Regions from separate parts of the Mus musculus genome. Here region 1 is linked to region 2. Evidence: chromatin contacts called from public promoter capture Hi-C data. All regions are on one chromosome and are shown on one strand. The core of a region is the stretch at or near the end of the contact, and the rest is flanking DNA. Distances in the headings are between cores, read along the strand shown.

The links. Promoter capture Hi-C pulls out the DNA fragments that hold promoters and counts their contacts.
Region 1: a contact with region 2 is called in a promoter capture Hi-C map of liver, with 4 times the contacts expected there. The contact joins the promoter of Nkx1-2 here to the promoter of Htra1 in region 2. A contact is called at or near these places in 3 of 39 promoter capture datasets (embryonic stem cells and liver).

The regions. Positions count from the first base shown.
Region 1 is chr7:132,596,265-132,601,880 of GRCm38.p6, reverse strand. Nkx1-2 (NK1 homeobox 2) reads left to right here and starts at 2,244. Exons shown (of 2, transcript NM_009123.2): 1 at 2,244-2,568; 2 at 4,065-5,616. The coding sequence starts at 2,355. The coding sequence ends at 4,768.
Region 2 is chr7:130,933,418-130,939,774 of GRCm38.p6, reverse strand. Htra1 (HtrA serine peptidase 1) reads right to left here and starts at 3,572. Exons shown (of 9, transcript NM_019564.3): 1 at 3,032-3,572. The coding sequence starts at 3,503.

The DNA of each region.
Region 1 (5,616 bases), core at 995-3,494, 1.7 Mb before region 2:
TACTGCGGTGAACACACAAGAGAAATGGTGAGATGGTGAAGAGAGGAATTTAAAACCAGCCACACACAAGAAGGCCTGTCTACAGATCTGTAGGCTACAGTACGTGACCTCTCCTGCTTGTCCCTTTTCTGTGTTTAGCACCATAGACTTCAAAGGAAAGATAAATCCTAGGAGAGGAAACACTTTCTATAATGTAAACAACAACAACAAAAGATAACTGATCCCAGTTCTGTGTGATCGTGGCTGGGGAAGGGGTCTGTCCCTCTGCTTTGGGATGTGATGCCCCTAGAACACTTGCTAATCCCCAGTCCTAGGAAACGACTCAATGTGTCTTCCAGAGAAAAAGGTAAGGCAAGGAATCATGGAAAACCACAAACATTCTATGGATTCCCGAATGAGTGACCTTAGGCAGATCTTTCCCAGCTATCCTGAAAAACCTAATATATATGGAAAAAGGAAAAAAGGAATTGGGGTTAGTAGGGGATGAGAGACAAGGAAACCGAAGACTTATAAAAAATGTGGGAACTAGGTGAGAAACGGTTATCCAAACAGAAGACACAGTATGCGCATTACTGAAGAATCTCTGATTTGCACGCATTGTCCCTTGGCCTGACCTCTGGGTTGTCTTTTCCCTGAGTTTCACAAAGCGCGCATTCCCTTGGCAAGGGTGGGGGTCGGGGGTTGGGGGTTCTGGTGGGCTTGGTCTGGGCACTTCCTTCCCTTAGCTTTAAAAGCTCATTCCGTCTTTACTTTAGGTCTGGAGCTGGCTTGAATTTCGGCAAGGCTTTAAAGTCGGCAGGGAATATGGTGGCCACCCCTGGGAGGGGCTGAAAGGTTTGAATGAGAAAAGCTACAAGGAGCAAGCCCCCAAGGACACCTCTTTAATAACAGATTGGATGAGCAGCTCCCAGCACTTTAGTGAGGAGTCCCCTCCTCTTCCTACTTCTTACCTGCTTAGACAATATTAATTGTCAAGACATTGTCTGGGAACCACATGGGGCAAAGAAGAAAGAAGTGGCGGGGGGGGGGGGGGGTTCCAAGGCGGTTCTGTGCAGAGGGGCTAATGCTTCAGAATTTGTCGCTGAAATGAATGCCTTAAAAAAAAAAAAAGGAATATCACCGTGGGTGTGGCTATGCAGACTTTCCCTCACTGCTAATGCCGGCTGTCCTCCCTGGAGACTTGGGGGGCAGATGGGGCCATTTTAATCGGCTCTCATCTCTGGTCTTAAATTCAAACCACTAGGCATCTTTTAACCTTTTCCTTCTTCACGCTGGGAAAGGAACCCAGAGAGTCAATTTCTGATGTTAATGATAGAATCTGTGACTGAGAAGTCCTGACAGGCAATGAAAATGGTATCCGAGGAGGGATACTCACCTTTAGCCAAGCCACCTAGCCCTAAGCCTTCAGCTCTCTGGGCAGGCGTATTTCCATAGACCCCTTTTGACCAGGCCCTGCTGGTCTTCCGAGTGGAAAGAAAAAACTCCCCTCCAAGAAGGTTCCCCCCCCCCCCCCGCACACACACACATATCCTAAGCCATCAGGATGACCTGAAAAACCTTGGCCCAGTCCAGACTCTTGTCATCTGTAGCGCCACCGCTCATCTTTGAACCTCATTTTCCTTCTGTTTGAAACCACAGACTGTGGTTCCCAGGCCACACCCACCTCACAGGGGGGAATGCCTAGAAAATCAAAAGAGAGTGAGAAAGCCCCAGGGCTTTATAAACTGTAAATGCACAGAGGCTTTAAAATTTTTACGTAAATGTGCCCGAAGCCTTTACTGTGGTTCAGGGATGGGGCTTGAGATGCACCGTGCATCATGGCGAAGCAATCAGGTCTGGCCTCTGTGGCATCGCCAGGTCAAAGGAAGATGGCAAGTGCCCCAAGAGAAATAAGTAAACTTCAGTCAGGTGAATGTGTGTGCAGATGAGGTAGCGGAGATGGAATCCTCCCTCACGCCCTTCACGAGTCTCCGCAGCATGGAAAGATTTTCACACAGCATGCCACGGTGACCCGGCGAACCGGGAGCGCGCATTGGCGCGCGAGGGTCCCTCTAGTCAGCGCTCCCTCCCCCCTCCGGCTGCCCAGGATAGTCTCGTGGAGGCTGCAAGCGCTCACTGCACGTGGAAGGGGTCTGGCCAGCTCAAGTGCCAATCCTCAAGCAGCCCCCCCCCCCGCCCCCTTCCCCGCTTCTCTCCTCCCGCCCCGCCTCCTTGCCCCCCTCTACAGCTTCACTTGGCGGGGAAATTCCAGTTCGCGGCTGGAGAGCTGTGGCCAAACCACTGCAGAAGACAGCGGCTGAGCGCATCCAGCCCCGACCCCAGTACGGCTGGCCTCGGGCCCGCGGGAGGCGGGCATGTTGGCATGGCAGGACGTCGGGGCCAAGGCGGCCCCCTCTCACCACAAGATCTCCTTCTCTGTCTTGGACATCTTGGATCCGCAAAAATTCACGCGAGCTGCCCTCCCGCCGGTGCGTCTCGCTGCCCTGGAAGCCAAGAAAAGTTTAGAAGAGGTGGAAGCAGGGCAAGATGCTTGTTCGGGGAATCCAATCGGGTCACAGGAGACCCCTGGTAAGAATGTGAGGCGGTTTTAAGCCTAAGTGGTGTGTGTGTGTGTGTGTGTGTGTGTGTGTGTGTGTGTGTAGTAGTCAAGGTTTATTGGTAGCCTGGGAACTAGAAAAGGTGATCCCGCGCAGGTGCGAAGCGAGCCATCCCTACTTGGAAGAGGACAGAGGTAGGGACGTGGCTGAGATTGCCAGGACCAGTGTGTGCTTTTTTCCTGAACACCTGCTCAGTGAATGAGCGCCACAACTCTGACTGGCTCACATAAACTACAGCTCAGGCTCACTGATCTAATGGAAGTGTATTGTGCTCTCCACGTGCTAGAACCTGGGCGAGGAGCTTGGGATAAAGGTTATGAAAATACCTTCCAACTATGTAGTGTCATTAACACCACTCCCATTTTATGTATGGGGCAACCGAGGCTCGGGCCTTCCCCGGATTAGGTGCTTTTTTTTCAACCACTCGGAAACATCTTTAGAGCCCATGCTCTTTCCCGGACTCAACAGGGGACGCCCCCACCCCCAATAGCTTTTGGTGTTCTCTTCTAGACCTTTCCCCCTTATCCCTGAAGTTGGTGGACACAAAAGAAAGGGTTCCGGAAAGTTTGTGGCTGGAAGAACTTAAGATAGCAGGATTCATGCTTAGTGGGACATGAGCATGGGATTGATTATCTGGGGAGACGCTGAAGGTCTAGGGATTCAGGTCCCAGGGAGGGCTGTATATAGCACAGCCCCTCCTCCTCCTTCCTAAGTTTGGAGGTGATTGTCTGGGGCCCCCGGAAGCCTCTGGTGGCCTGGCTTGGGTCCCGGCCGCGGGCCTGGATTAATTGTTTGGATGGTCTCTCTGTGGGGCCGCGCTCCCCTCCCCCTAACTCCTTGATCGATATTCTATTACTGGCGCCTGCATATCTCCTGCCCGCAGCTTGCAGGTACTGACTTCAAACCCCCTTTCCCTGTCTGATCCTAATATTGTTCGATTAAAACTTACCTTTAATAGATGACATCTATCGATCAGGCCCCGGACAAATCTGAAACTCTATTAACACTACTGGAGAGAGAAGATGGGAAAGGGGGAATTTCTCTTTTTTGGGGGGATGGGGGTTTAATAACTTCTTTTTTAATTGCTAGGAGTTGCACAGCAACATAGGCTCCTAGGGACTAGAGAGATGCACTAGTAAACGCACTTGACATTCCCTATCATAATGCACAGCCGACTTTGCTCTTCCCGGTTTGATAAAGTCACTATACTTTCTTGAAACGGGGTGTCATCCAACATGTACTTCTTGTGTGCCTACTTACTGGCAGATTTGTAAAGGACACTGTACTCCCGAATCTGCTCTCTAGGGTATGTGGATTCAGAAACCAAGAGGGCAAAGTCGGGAGAGGGGAGGAACTGGGAGTTAGATCAAGGGCAAATCTGAGTGCTCTTGGGAGGACAAGAAGGTTTGGGAGTGCCATTGGGTAGAATTGTTATGGGCTTCTGGTCACCATCCCCTTCTCTTTTAGATGCGGTGGGCCGAGGCATTGACCCCGGGTCTCCGGTGGAGGGCTCCGAGGCAGAGGAGGAGGAGGAAGCTGAGGATGCGGGGCGCGCGCACCAGCCAGAGCGCTGGCAGGGGGTCCATGAGGGCTCACCAGAGGCCCGGGCAGTAGCGGTGGGAACGGAAGAGAGCGGCGCGGAAGGCCTCCCGGCGTCCCCGGGCTCTCCCGGTTCCCCGCGGCCCCGACGCCGGCGAGCCGAGTCCAGCTGCGCCAAGCCAAGGCGCGCGCGCACTGCCTTCACTTACGAGCAGCTGGTGGCCCTAGAGAACAAGTTTCGAGCCACGCGCTATCTGTCGGTGTGCGAACGCCTGAACCTGGCGCTGTCGCTCAGCCTCACGGAGACGCAGGTCAAAATTTGGTTCCAGAACCGCAGGACCAAGTGGAAGAAGCAGAACCCAGGGGCCGACGGCGCCGTGCAGGCGGGAGGCGGTGCGCCTCAGCCTGGGACACCGGGCGCGGTAGCGGGGGGCGGTGGCAGTGCCACTGGGAGTAGTCCTGGCCCTCCGGTTCCTGGCGCTCTGCCCTATCAGACTTTCCCCACCTATCCTGCCACCAACGTCCTCTTCCCTGCCGCCTCCTTCCCGCTGACGACCGCCGCCAACGGGAGTCCCTTCACTCCATTCCTTGGGCCCTCCTACTTGACCCCTTTCTATGCTCCACACCTATGAATCCGGTACTGCTGCTCAGTCAGAATTCACGAGTGATCAGTATGATGACGCGGGTCCCCGCTTCACAGAGGGGCACTGACCGCCCCCTCCTGGTGTGCCCCTTCCCTCCGACTGCTGGTGACGCCACCAGAGGGCGAGGAGAAGTCACCTGCAGACTACAACCACACAAGCCACTGAGGGGTCGAGGCGATGTCCGTCCAGACCAGGCTGTTTTAAACGTTTCCAGCTTCTGGACCTCATTCTTCCCTTTGATTTACTTCGAGGGCTCTGTTCTTTACCGTGTCTGGCTAATAAGGGTTCCCAGGATGGAGACCAGAGGGAGCCAAGATGCCCTGGGCACCAGTTGCTAGCACCAAGGACTGAATCTTTAAAGGTGGCAGGACTTATGAAGAGGAAGAAACTTTTCTTCCTGGCGTTGGAAGTGGCTCAGCACGGAACTCCCAAATCCTGAACAAAGCTGGAGCACGAGGAACCCAAAGCAGATGCAGTTGTTGAGTGGGCTGGTTTCAAGATGCACGACCTTAGTGTGTGTGTGTGTGTGTGTGTGTGTGTGTGTGTAGACTCCATTGTTGAGTGGGCTGGTTTCAAGATGCACGACCTTAGTGTGTGTGTGTGTGTGTGTGTAGACTCCATTTGTGGCCCGAAGTTGTTCAGCGCTGTACCTATATTCACCCAGAGAAGACACGGGGCAACTCTGTTACCTCACAGGTTTTGAGAACAGCTTGGACAGACCACAGCGGTGTCCTAAAATGCACAAAAAGGACAGAAAAGGGAGCGATGACCCAAAGGCTCTCCTGAAGTCTGTGTGTGAGTCTTTGTGATGTACAGTGCTTGGCGCCCATCTGTCC
Region 2 (6,357 bases), core at 2,323-4,822:
ATGAGCTCAAGGTGCTGCTGTGTGATGGTCAGCTGCACCAAGAGAATTACAGCATTGGCACTGTTAGCAGAACCAACGGCCTGGTAAACAGGTGCCCGAAGAAGAAGTACGAATCAGATGGCACCTTTGTTGCTGTTACCCTATATGACTATAACTTTGTTTTTAAACTTGACACAGGGCCTTAATCTGTTGCCGAAACTGGCCTCGAACCCATGGAGCTCTTGCCAGAGTCACAGGCGTGAACCACCACATTCATTTATTTTTTTATTTCTTCTTATGTTCTGGTCAGTAGTAAATAACAGATCCTTGTCCTCTGGTATACTTGTGCATGTCTCAGCCACACTCTGGAGCACTGGTAATTTCTCTCTATTTCCAAACAAGATATGGTCTCTGATTTTTCATTAACCAACTTACAGACAAGAGTTTTACGCAGAGTGATGGCATCTTCTCTCTCCAAACGGCCATCGTGACCCCCTAAAGCAACGCCTTGGACATCGCCTCCCCCCACATTCCCACCCATCTCCTGAGCTTTCTGCCCAGATCCTGCCTCAGGACCTCTCTGGCCTCAGTGTGTTCTCACAGTGGATTCCCTTCATGTCCTCCTCAGGGGTACTTCTCTTCGTCCACCCAGCTTCCACGCCACTCCCACCTGCACTTTGCTCTGAAGCAGGCAGCCAGTTCTCCTTACTCAAGGGTGACATCAAGTACACTAGCTGTCCCTGGACACCAGCTGCTAAAAGCGGGGGCCAGAAAGGGACTGAATGAAAGCAGCTCACTGACTCACAGACTCTGCTCCTGGGACCTTAAGACAGCCTCAGATGGAGAGTCAGGGCGAAGCCAGGCTGAGGGTCGGCTGTGTACGCCAAGTATCTCCTGTCTTTCTATCCATCCTCCCACGTAACTAGCTGTCCCTAAGTACCAGGCACACATGTCAGACGTGATACAGAGCAACAGATATTTACAAAAGGAGGGGAGATGGCTACCACCAGCTCTATGCTTCATCTGTGGCTGTCTCCACACTTAGGGGCCACTGGGGCCCTGCTGGCCAACAAAGGACCTGTCTCCCCAATACAACTCAACCAGCCAAGTATTTGGCCTCTGCTGATGTCTGTAACTCCTGGCCTTGTGCAGCAAGACTACAAAGAGTGACAGCTACCTGGTTTCCCACCAAAATGTGCTTTTTAAAAAAAAAAAAAATGTCACCTGTGCACACTCAGATTCTGGTGAAAGTAGCCCAGATTCCTACCTTCTGCCCTCCCCCTCTAGGCTAGTTCTACGCCAGCCCTCCTCTGAACAGAGCCTATTCAAGAACTACTCAAGGATATCTGCACGTGTGACACACTACTTCCTCCCCAGGGGACTCTGAGCCACCACTGTGGGTCACTTCTGCCCGTGTCTGTCTAACTAACTAACTAACTAACTAACTAACTAACACCAATCTATTCTCCACCTCAAAGTATCCACTCAGGAGCTACATAGTTCTCTACCTCTCCCCAAGGTGAGTTGGCTGGTCCAGCCCCCTGGAAGCCCATTTCCCATAGCCTTGAGGTCTAGCTCTGGCCTGTTCTGAGTTTGCCAGCATTCAGGTTCCAGCTGAGTGACCTTGGACAAGTTATTCATCCCCAGTTCCACCTCATCTAAGACAAAGACGAGGCCAGGAGCTTCCTCCTCCCGGGTCTAGGAGACCAAATAGAGTCACAGGATAACTCACTTGTCACATGGGCTGGGACTTAGTAGGTAGGGACCCCGGGATCAGTCCTCTCTGAAAACAAACAAACAAACAAACAAACAAACAAACAAAAACCCTTTTCTTCTCTCTATGGAGGCTGAGTTTCCTGGGACTGAGGTCCAGTCCTGTGCTCCTGTGGTAAGAATATAAACACCAGCCCACCTCTTCCTACACCACCTGGAGTACTTTCCTGTGCATTCGAGTAAAGTTTTGCCAAATTCAAAGTGGTCATAGGCGACCATATTCCTATAAAGAAAAATCTAGCTCAATCTCTCTTTCCCTCTCCCGTGCTTTCCTGTCCTCCCCACCACATGGGGGGTGGGGGGGCGGAGGGGAGGGAGGTGCTAGGTTTGGGCAGGAGCCCTGTAGCTGAAGCCAAATGTACTGGAGCCCAGCTGGCTGGTCCCCACAGCGCTGTAGTGGCCAGTATGAATTTACTGTTTTTCCACAGGGTATCTCTGGATTTAACCGAAGCTTTTCTCTGGAAGGTCCTGCAGGGAGCTGGGCAGTTCTCCAAGCCCCTTTACCCTGTCGCCACCACCACGTCCAGCTCTTGTGGGTACAGAAAGGTCCCACAAGGAGAGAGAGGGTAGAGGGTGCATTTTTTTCTTCATCCCCAGTGGGCCCCTCCTCTACCTCAAATTTCACGGTCCACTACCTGGTTGAACTCAGGCAAAAGGACCAAAGGACCAAAAAAGGACCAAATCGTGGGCGTTTTTGTAAAGTTGATTTAAATCAATGGAGGAAGAGGGCCGGAGTTACTAAATCGTTTTCTGCTTAGGAGGCGGGGTGAGAAAAATGCTTGCTGAGTTGAGCAGAGATGTTCCCTCTCCCCAAAGTGAAAGTTTTCACGAAGAGGTTCTATAAGAAAAACACTGCTTAGATAGTTCCAAGAAGAGAGGACTCAGCAGAAAGGGAGAAGGAAGGGAAGGCGACAAGAGTTCTTGCGATCCCAAAGCCATGTATCTCAACATTGCCAAGATCCCTGGTATGATACGCGGCTTTCCCCAGCGCGATGCCTAGTCACCCCGGCCAGGGGGTGCTGGACCAAAGCGCGCAAAGCACCTGCTTGGCGTTTCTCGAAACGACCCGATGCTTGGCGCAGAAATAGGGCCGGAGGGAGCCTTTGAAACACAGCTACCCCGAGCCCCATCGTCTCTCTCTCCCACTAACTGGATGCCTAGAACACCCCGCAGTGCTTCTCTGCACCTCCGCATCCCCTCCCGACGGTCCTGACTGGTCGGGCTGAGTTGGCGAGAGTGGGGAGCCACCCAGGAGTGCAGCGCAGGGCGGGGCGGGTACCTTGGCCGCAGGCGCCGCGCTGCAGGACGATGACCGGCGGCTGGCGAAGCTTCTCGGAGCGGCGGCTGGCGGCGCGCAGCTGGCACAGGTTGGTGTAGGTCTTGGCGTCGCTACCACACACCGGCTCGCTGCTGGCACACACGCACAGGCCGGCCTGTGCGCGCCGTCGTACTGTGGCCGAGGCCGGCACCCCGAAGGGCACTACGCATTGCAGCCCCTCGCCGCAGGGACCCTCCTGCAGGCCGCACGCTGCACCCTCGAGCGCGCCGCACACCTCGCAGCAGCCGCACGCGTCGCGGACGCGGCCACCCTCGCAGTCCGTGGGCGGCGGGGCGCAGCGGGTGGGATCGCAGTGCTCGGGACAGACGGTGGCAGCTGGGGCCGAGCGGCCGGTCCCCGACGGCAACGCCAAGGAAGGAGCCGCTAGCAGCAGCAGTAGCAAAGACAGGAGCGTGGTACGCAGGGACTGCATGACGACTCCGACGGCCACGGGCTGGACCACAGCCGAAAAACCGCGCTCGGGACGGTGTGTCGGGGTCTTGGGGACAGCGGGTGCGAGTGTGCGCGGCCGTACGGTTAAGCCCATTGGCCTAGCGGCGGTGACGAAGCGCCAGGGGGACGGGCACCGCTCCCGGGAGGGGGGCCGATCGGGGACTGCCTGCGGGGACGAGGCGGGGCGGGCCGCGACTCCACCCTCCGGCTGGCTCAGTTTCTCATTCTAGGATTCTTTTTCCTCAGAGATTGAAGACCTTAAGACCAAAGTGGCACTTAACAGAGGGAAACCTGCCTAGCACTGCGCAATCGCCTGGAAAGTTCCCAGGTCGTCCAGTGCGGAGGGCGGTCACATCGACCCCGGCCACAGCTGCAATGGACCGGTGCCCAGCTTGGGGGACTGTGGCTGTGAACTTGACGCCGCCGTGGGAAGGCAGCGTCAGCAGGACTGGCAGAAACCCAGTGCCCAGACCTAGTTTCAAGTGAGAGAAGCAAAAAGCATTGGCGAATGACAGTGTAAACCTTCCTAACGCTTCTCTTTTAAAGTTGCTTTCGGTGGAGTGCATGCCATAGCACGCCTCGGGTATCTGGGTTTGGTACTTGGAGGGCCACCGGGAGCATGCCGTGGCCACCGGGCTTTGTACAGTTTGTACTTTTTCACCCTGAGCTGTTAGGGAATGCGTTGTTACCACACAGAAGCGCCCAGCCCGCGCCTGCAGTCCCAGCGCTCGGGCAAATCAAGGTGTCCCAAAACAAGATGTTTTATTTTGAGCTCTCACATGAGGATTTAAGTGACGTTTGGGACCGAGATGAGTCTAAGAATCATCAGGAAGAGCAACTGTCACCCCGGAGGCAGATCTCTGTGCCTGGCCAACACAGAACACATAAATCTTGTATTGGAAGATGAGAGAATTAAAGTATGTGCTGTCCCCACCTGAGTTCCCCATGCACCTCGCCATAACACACCCCAGGGTGGTGGGCAGAGTGCTGCTGACCCTGACTCAAGGAGGAGTCGCTGATAGGGCGCTAATCTACATCCGGGTTGTTCCCTTGTGCAGAATTCCTTAAAACAACTCCCCTCAAAGCAGTCCCCGAGGTAAGCCTCAACTTCGTCCAAGTCCCACACATCAAGGGGTAAGAGAGGGGTAAGAGAGACACACACCCACGCATATGCACATGCACACACACACAGTCTCTGATATGAGAAGTACTTTTGTGTCTGGCTGGAATCCTCAGACTACAGAAACATAGATGTCTACTGGTCCTCCTCTGTCCCCTGTGCTCTCTCCTCTTCCCTTCTGCCAGTAAACTCCCTTTTATACCAGTTCTGTTGCATGGCATAATTTCTCAGAGGCACACCTTGACATGGGTTCACCATGGTACCCCCCTTGCCACATTATATTTCATATTAGTGCTGTGACCCCGGCTCTCCTGGCGCTTGTGTTCCTTCTGGTTCTATGCCATGCATGGGGACCCTAGTTCCACCTGAAACAAATCTGCTTTCTGGCTGCCTGATAGCTCAGCACCTGATCTACCGCTTCCCTGGTAAGCTCTGATCCATCAGCCTTTGCAGATACTCTTCTCTCCGGAATTCTCTTTTATGGAACTCATATCCCGCAAGCAATTCCTCGGGTCACACAAACCTATGGGGAGAGGAGGAGGAGGAGAACTCCTGTTAGAGAGAGGAGCTGAGCAGAGGCAGACAGACTTCAAGCAGAAAGGCTGTTAGGAAGTACAAAGCAGAGAAGGTGTACCAGGGCCAGTTTGTAATAAAATCTGAGTCCATGAAGGGACAGGGAGAAAGAGTGTGAGTGTGTGTGTGTGTGTGTGTGTGTGTGTGTGTGTCTTAGGAGGAGGGACATAGTTCTATGTGGACAGGCTGCAAAAGCCAAGGCCATGTGGAGGAATTGGAGCCTAGAATTTGGAATCAAATTTACAGGCAAATGATCTGTACATACTTCAGGAGTGTGTGTGTGTGTGTGTGTGTGTGTGTGTGTGTGTGTGTGTGTGTGTGTGTGTGTGTTTATGCACATGAGTGTGTGCTGTAGTCTCTGGTCCCATCTGGCCCTAACCTGTTGCAAACTTGAAGGCAAGATGGTTAAGCAGTGTGGGGAGGGGAGGGATGCCAGACAGAAAGAAACAGGGTTTGGAGAAAAGAAAAATAGGGACTAGGGACTCTCCATTTCTCTGAGAACTCACAGTATTTGTAAAGGTCCTGAATAAAATTAGGATCAAGGGTGCTGCTGGCTGGCCATTTGGACTGGTTATAGAAGGGCTATTAAGGCCAAATCTGGTTGGAAAGGCAAATCAATTTAGAGCCTTTTCAGGACAGGTAAAGGCTGTAAGGGCTGGAGGGTCCCTAAGAGGGATCCCAAGGGGAATGAGAGAATCTGGAAGACATGGTTGTTGTGGATGAGAGCACAGAAGGAAAATGTCACTGAAGATTGTAGTTGTGGGCGTCCCCGGGCAACAAGCCATTCAGTGGGTCATCAGCACACACAATGGGGGTCAGAGGCGTCACCTGGCTAAGCCAGAGGCAACTCAGTGCCTGCCTGGTGCCAGGGCTTCTGTAGAGGCCAGGAGGCGAGGGAGAAAATGGAGTCTCACCCACAGGAAAGGGCTGAGGAGCAGAGCTGCAAAAGCCATGAGGACAGAGAGCTGTGGGGTTTACAGGCAGCTCCAAAGTGGAACTGGCAGAAGGGGACAGGTAGGGATGCAACAGCCTGGTGGGGCCTAAGGAAAGTGCATGTTTGCAAAAAGATGGTGGGATAGGGTCATGTGAAGAGGGTCCACCACAGCTTTGAAGACTGTGGCTGGGGGTATCTTCGCCTCCA